2 separate regions of the Anser cygnoides genome follow, and region 1 is linked to region 2. Evidence: chromatin contacts called from public Hi-C data. All regions are on one chromosome and are shown on one strand. The core of a region is the stretch at or near the end of the contact, and the rest is flanking DNA. Distances in the headings are between cores, read along the strand shown. Region 1 overlaps SMURF1 (SMAD specific E3 ubiquitin protein ligase 1). Region 2 overlaps MPRIP (myosin phosphatase Rho interacting protein).

The links. Hi-C and Micro-C count contacts between places; a contact is called where the count stands out from the background.
Region 1: a contact with region 2 is called in a Hi-C map of liver, with 1.8 times the contacts expected there. The contact joins two enhancer-like sites. A contact is called at or near these places in 2 of 7 Hi-C or Micro-C datasets (both in liver).

Annotation. Positions count from the first base shown.
Region 1 is chr15:3,846,422-3,849,210 of Taihu_goose_T2T_genome, reverse strand. The region is part of intron 1 of SMURF1 (SMAD specific E3 ubiquitin protein ligase 1); the gene reads right to left. Among named protein-coding and RNA genes, the nearest start is that of SMURF1, 15 kb to the right of the region's middle. Within about 2 kb of position 1,445, at least 2 of the 3 cell types and tissues checked have open chromatin away from gene starts, as enhancers often do. A contact at or near this core is called in liver, where this site is marked.
Region 2 is chr15:3,402,930-3,405,765 of Taihu_goose_T2T_genome, reverse strand. It overlaps MPRIP (myosin phosphatase Rho interacting protein), which reads left to right. Exons shown (of 24, transcript XM_066977802.1): 3 at 274-339. Among named protein-coding and RNA genes, the nearest start is that of MPRIP, 13 kb to the left of the region's middle. Within about 2 kb of position 1,410, at least 1 of the 3 cell types and tissues checked has open chromatin away from gene starts, as enhancers often do. A contact at or near this core is called in liver, where this site is marked.

The DNA of each region.
Region 1 (2,789 bases), core at 196-2,695, 440 kb before region 2:
ACCTGAGAGTAACAAGCGCACGGATCATCAGGATCGAGCTGGTGCTCGAAAGAAGTGTCCCAGCCTAATGGCCCGTAATAAATGACGTTTTGATCCTAACTTGGACCTTAGGACTAAGTTATAAACGCTCCTAGTGTCTTGTGGGAAAAACTGTAGGATTTGCCCAAGGTAGACGGAATTAAAGAATTCTACCGACCTCTCTGTTCGGTGATTACCTTGTTACCAGCTCCCGTACATGTAACACTCAGTGAGCCCTTCTAACCTCAGTCCTTTTGCTGTAGATGCTGTCAATACAAAACAGACAGTATGAAATACCGAAGTGGGAAGATTACCTGTTGTTTTTTAATCAGTTAAATAAAGAAACTATTACAAAAAACCTCCCAGAGTAGTTCAAAATACCATTTAGATACCTTGCTGTAGGAAAAGACACCTCAAATGCCCAGGTAAAGTTTCAAAAGTAATGATTGTTTAAGCACTTAAGTTACAAAAATGGAAGAATGACTCCAGGAATTCAAACACAAGTTAAAGGTGCACAGTTTAAATTCAGAAAAAGAAAAATTTTGTTTGCTCAAGTTAAATTCTTGGCATCGCTTCTGATTTTGAATGAAGTACATTGGCTGGTTTAGAACACTGGTTTTAACTCCTGGAAAAACTGAACTCCACAATCTTAGGTTTGTTTGCTAATTATTCAGTCCGTTATGATCCCTTTCAACATCCGCCCGAGATGTTACAAACTGCTCCTCGCTTTCCTTATGCATTTTTTTCCCCTCATTTGTTCAGAGGGCTCAGCCTAAACCCTTCTTGTTTGCAAACGAAATAAAAAAAACACAGGAAGCCCTAAACACACGACAGTGTTTGTTCCTGGCTGGTGAAGGGCACCAGCATTAAAAGGTGAGCGGTGACCCTGGCTACCTGCCAGTGGCAATGCACGTCTCGGCTCGCTGCTCGGGCCTGGTGCCAGATGCTGAACACCGAGGGGATGTGGGGACAAGTCAGGGGGTGACAGCGGTGGCACCCCTCAGCCAGCAGGAGCAGGGGCACGCAGCTGTAAGGAAGCCGCGGCAGAGGGGAAAGGAAGAGAACGGGACAGAAGCAAGGCTTGTTCCAAAAAAAGACTGTAATTACAGAGATATTAATAGCTTCTGGAAGGCAAGATTTTATAATTCATTCACCTACTTCTGCTCTTTCTATTAACCCTAATACGGAGTCGCTGTTTTCTTCTATCTGACATTTGCCCACTTGTTGCAGGGGAAACATTCCTTGTACTGTAATAAACTTTGCCAGGAATTAGTATGAAAGCTATTAGTACGTGGAGGAAGAAAAATCTCATTTAACAATGAGTCCAAGCTAAAGGTATAACAGGAGAAGGAAACAATGAGTAAGAAACGTTTTTGTTGCTGCTGCCGTACAGTTAGCCTTGTCCACAAGAAGCCCATTCACGCACCCTCCGCAATCTCCCTAATCACCTATTAGTCACCCCAGTGGTAATTCCCTACAAGTACTTTGGCTTGGGTCGTGCAACGGCTGGGAGACCCAAGTGACATCAGCTCTCCTCCGATTTCCAGGCAGTGAGACGCGCTTCCCGGCGCGGAGAGGCACGCGCCCGAGGAAATGTGGGTCAGCGAGCGCGCATCCTACCGCTGAACGTGCGCGCTGCTCTCCAGGGACTCGCGGCGGCGTGACTCAGGAGCAGCGGGCTGGCTGCAGGCTCACGATGCTCGTCTATTAATGAGATTATCACCGTTCCTCGCCGGCCTGTCCACACCACGCCGCCAGGCAGCTAGAACAGATCTTCAAGGAGCCCAGCACTCACAGAGCGAAATGTTGTGTTTTACGGCCGTGCTGAACAGCACTGAAAACGTTAAAACGACGTGGAACACCGACAGCCACATCACGCAACAGTAGCCATTAAGAGGAAACGTCTGCCTTTGAAAATAATTAATCACCCGTTGTGTTTGCCTATAAACATCCCGATCTAACAGGCATGTGTTTCGCTCAGCCGAGCAGCAGCAAGATGGACAACCAGACTAGGCTGCTCGACTGGGGACGGAGGCATCAGGAGCGGTACCCTGCCCTGAAAGCACCCATTTGCCTCCCCCGGCAGCGCCCGGGCTGGATGTGGTTAACCAGTAACCTCACGCAGCGCGCTAGCCAGCCCTTCTGCCAAGCAGGGCTCCCCAGCAGTACCAAAGTTCAGCAGATCCACGCCAGATCAATGTCACCGCTCTCTTACACAAGCAAAGCCGGCCTCTCCACTTTAGGTACTTTCAACAAAACGTCTAATTCTTGCGTGACCTACGGGAGGCACAAAACCGCGCGAGCTGAATGGCACCAAACAAGATTTCATGAAAAGCAGGCTTTTATTCCGAATAAAGCCGTATCAGCCTATGTGTTACTCCCTTGTTCTAATTATATAGGACAGCATCTATTTAAACTGCCAAGTTAATGACTTCGAATTTGATCAATAGGCTCTGTTTATTCAGCCCAGCGCTACTGACGGTCACCAGGGATGAACAACAAAACAAACAGACTGGTTACAGCAAATCTGCGGTTGAGGTGGGGTGCATACGAAAAATCCACAACCTGCGATTTAATCGGGGGGTGGGGAGGGAAGCCCACTGCCACAGCGAGACGCCCCATTTCCCTTTGTGTCCATAAAACATTTATCCGCGTTGTTCCGCGAAGAGCGAAGTTGTGAGCTGCGTGAGCTCAAGCATGACTAACATCACGGATACAGAAGGACTCCGAGCCTTATCTTGTACCATCTAGCTATGTTAAATATTTCACAT
Region 2 (2,836 bases), core at 161-2,660:
ACACGGTGGGGCTGAGCACAAACCCTTCTGCAATTCGTCGCCCTTCAGGATCAATCCCCGCAGCGCTGGGGGCTCCTCTTTGCGTTTTTTGGCAGCTGCTGCTCTTTGCAGTCCCGTGCTCGGGGCGGGGTGACGGGACCGGGGTGCGTGCCCCGCTGTCACGCGTTCCCTTAGCTCTGCGGGGGATTTCGGTGCCTTTTCTCCCCCATCTCCGCGTGCTCTCACCCCGGTTTTGCAGGCGGGAATGACCCTCCTCACCGTCTTCTCTTGCAGAAATGGCAGCGCCGCTTCTTCATCCTCTACGAGCACGGGCTGCTGCGCTACGCCCTCGACGAGATGGTGAGTGCTGCCCGGCAAACCCGGGGGGGCGTCGCTGGGGGCAGGGACCTGCGGTGGCAGCGCGCACAGTGCGTGGTGTGGGGAGGTCCCTGTCATCCCCTGGAGCTTTGTGGCCAAGCCCAGGCATCGCAGGGCACTGGGGAAAACTCGGTTTTTGGTATAAACCCGCAGTGGGAGCGCGATGCTGACGGATCTGGTGCAGGTGGGGGGGTCATCCGGCTCGGCGTGCTGTCCCCAGGGCGCCCCGTGCCCCCTTCCCGTCCCGTCCCTCGGTGCTCGCTGGGGTTCGGTGGCGGAGAATCGCCTCGGCTGTGTCCGGGAAGGAGACAGCGGTGCCCATGGAAAGTAGGTCAGCTGGAACGCCTGCCCGCTGCTCGCCCTTCCCTGGGAGCAGCATCGCTGCGAAAAGAGAGCTTGGGGAAGGAAGGGAGGGAGGGAGGGAGGAAAGAAACTCTCCCCTCTGTTGCAAGCCCCCAGTGGGGTCAGCCCTGGCACCGCGGGGCACGGAGGGTGCATGGAGCAGAGTCCCGCTTCTGTTTGTTTGTTTGTGGTGTTTGCTGGGGCCGGTCCAAGTCCCGTGGATGATTGAAACGCCTCGGATAGGAGGCGTGGAGGCTTTCGGTACGGTTTTAGTGTTGCAGCAACCTGGCCACGCGCTGGGCCGGTGTTTCAAGTCGTGCTGCGAAAGAAAGCCAGCGTGCAGCTGGCTGCTGTGGGGAAATGCCCTGATACGAGGAGGAGGCGTGGAAGGGTGTTGGGAAATGTCAGGTTTATGGGTTTTATTTTTTTTTTTTTTTTTTTTTTGCTGCTTTGCATCCCAGGGAGGATGACCTGCCCCAGGCACCGCTGCGTTGGGGCAGGAGCAGACAGGCAGTGCCCCAGCCCCGTGCCCTGTCCTTTGGATCTTGTGGCCCCACACCCAGGGGACCATCAGCAGGGGGCATGCAGAGGGCTGGCGGAGCATCCCGCGGTTCTCTGGCACCCTTTGGGCTGGCTGGGCAGGGAAAAAGTGGGAAAAAAAACAACAAAAAGAGAGCACGGGAGGAGCGTTACCTCTCCGTACCGAGATGCTGTCCCGCGCCAGCCGCCTGCCTGCGGCACGGTGGCCGCTGCAGCCCATCGGGGCTCCCCGCCTCCTCCACCACCAAGGGGGAGCAACGGGGCTGGGGCTTTGCGCGGGACGATGCTGGCTTTTTGCACGGGGAGGGATCAGCTTTGCAGCCTCTCCTCGCCCGGTCGCAGGGGCGATTTCCCGCTGCGCTCCCCCGGGGGGTGCCCCTGGAAGCTGGGTGGGGGTCCCCCGGGGGCGGCCACCGCAGCGCACCGGGAGCCGGGCAGCAGCTGGCCGGAGACCTCCCAGGCAGCCGGGCGAGCGGATTGCATCGCTCTGCCCTGAACCTGTTAGACATTAATTTTGCGGCTTTTGGCAATTTCTGCTCTTATTAAAAGCGGGGAGGGGAGGAAGGCGTGGGATCGGGAGGGGAGCCCACGGGCTGGCGGCAGTGGCGGAGACGCCAGGCCTGAGGTACCCACGGGCAGCCCCAGCCTCCTCTTCCTCCTCCCCCCCCCCCTCCCCGAGCGGCGTGTTCGTCAGCAAAGGGCACATCTGTTTGCAAGCTGGGGTCAGCAGCTAATGAGCTGCCGCCCTGAAAGAGGGCTGGGAGGGGACGAAGGGCCGTAGTTGGCAGCGGGGCCGGATCCAGGCCTCCGGGCACGGTGCTGCGGCAGTTCTCACGGCTCGCTGCCGGGCGGGTGGAAAACTCCGGGCACGGTCCAAGCGGCCGCGGCCTCCTCCTTGCCCCGGGGAGCCCGAAATCGTGCCTGAATCCCGTCGGTGGGACGGGGCGCGCGGGCGGGGAAGGCACCGAGTTTGGAAGCAGAGAGGTCTCCGGAGGAGCCTGGTTTGGCACCGCGTTCCTCGGCTGAGCCGCTGGCTGGGCTGTTGGCTTTTTTTTTTTTTTTTCTTTTCCTTTTTTCCCCTTCCTTTTACAGTTGGAAGCCGCGCGCTGCTCTGTGCTGATTTTTATGACCGAGTGCTTGTAAGGCACCTGCAAAAAGCAGCCGGCCCCGAGCACCCCGCTCCCTGCAGGGCTCACCGGGACCCCCGAGGGCGGGCGAAGCAGCGTGCGTCCCCTTCCCCTCCGCCCCAGCGAGCAGGGAGCGTGCCAGCGGGGCTGTTCCCAGCTCTGCCGAGCCCTGGGTAAGCCGAGCCTGCTCAGACGTGCACAAATTCCTCGCTCCCAAACAAACGGCAGTGGATGCGGAGGCCGCCCACCCCTCCTGCCGCCCTCCCTGCTGCTGCCGGGGGGGCTCGGCCACCCGATTGCTCGGGGGTCCCGTGCCGAGCCACCAGTGTCACCCCTCGGCTTGCTTGTCCCGTTCCGTAGAGCCCTGTGCGGGATGGGTGGCGTGGAGGGGCTGATGTTCCTCCCCCCAGCAGCCGGTGGGTGGTGAACCCGCTCCTGTGTTGAGTTTAGGAGAGGCAGAAGAGAGGGCG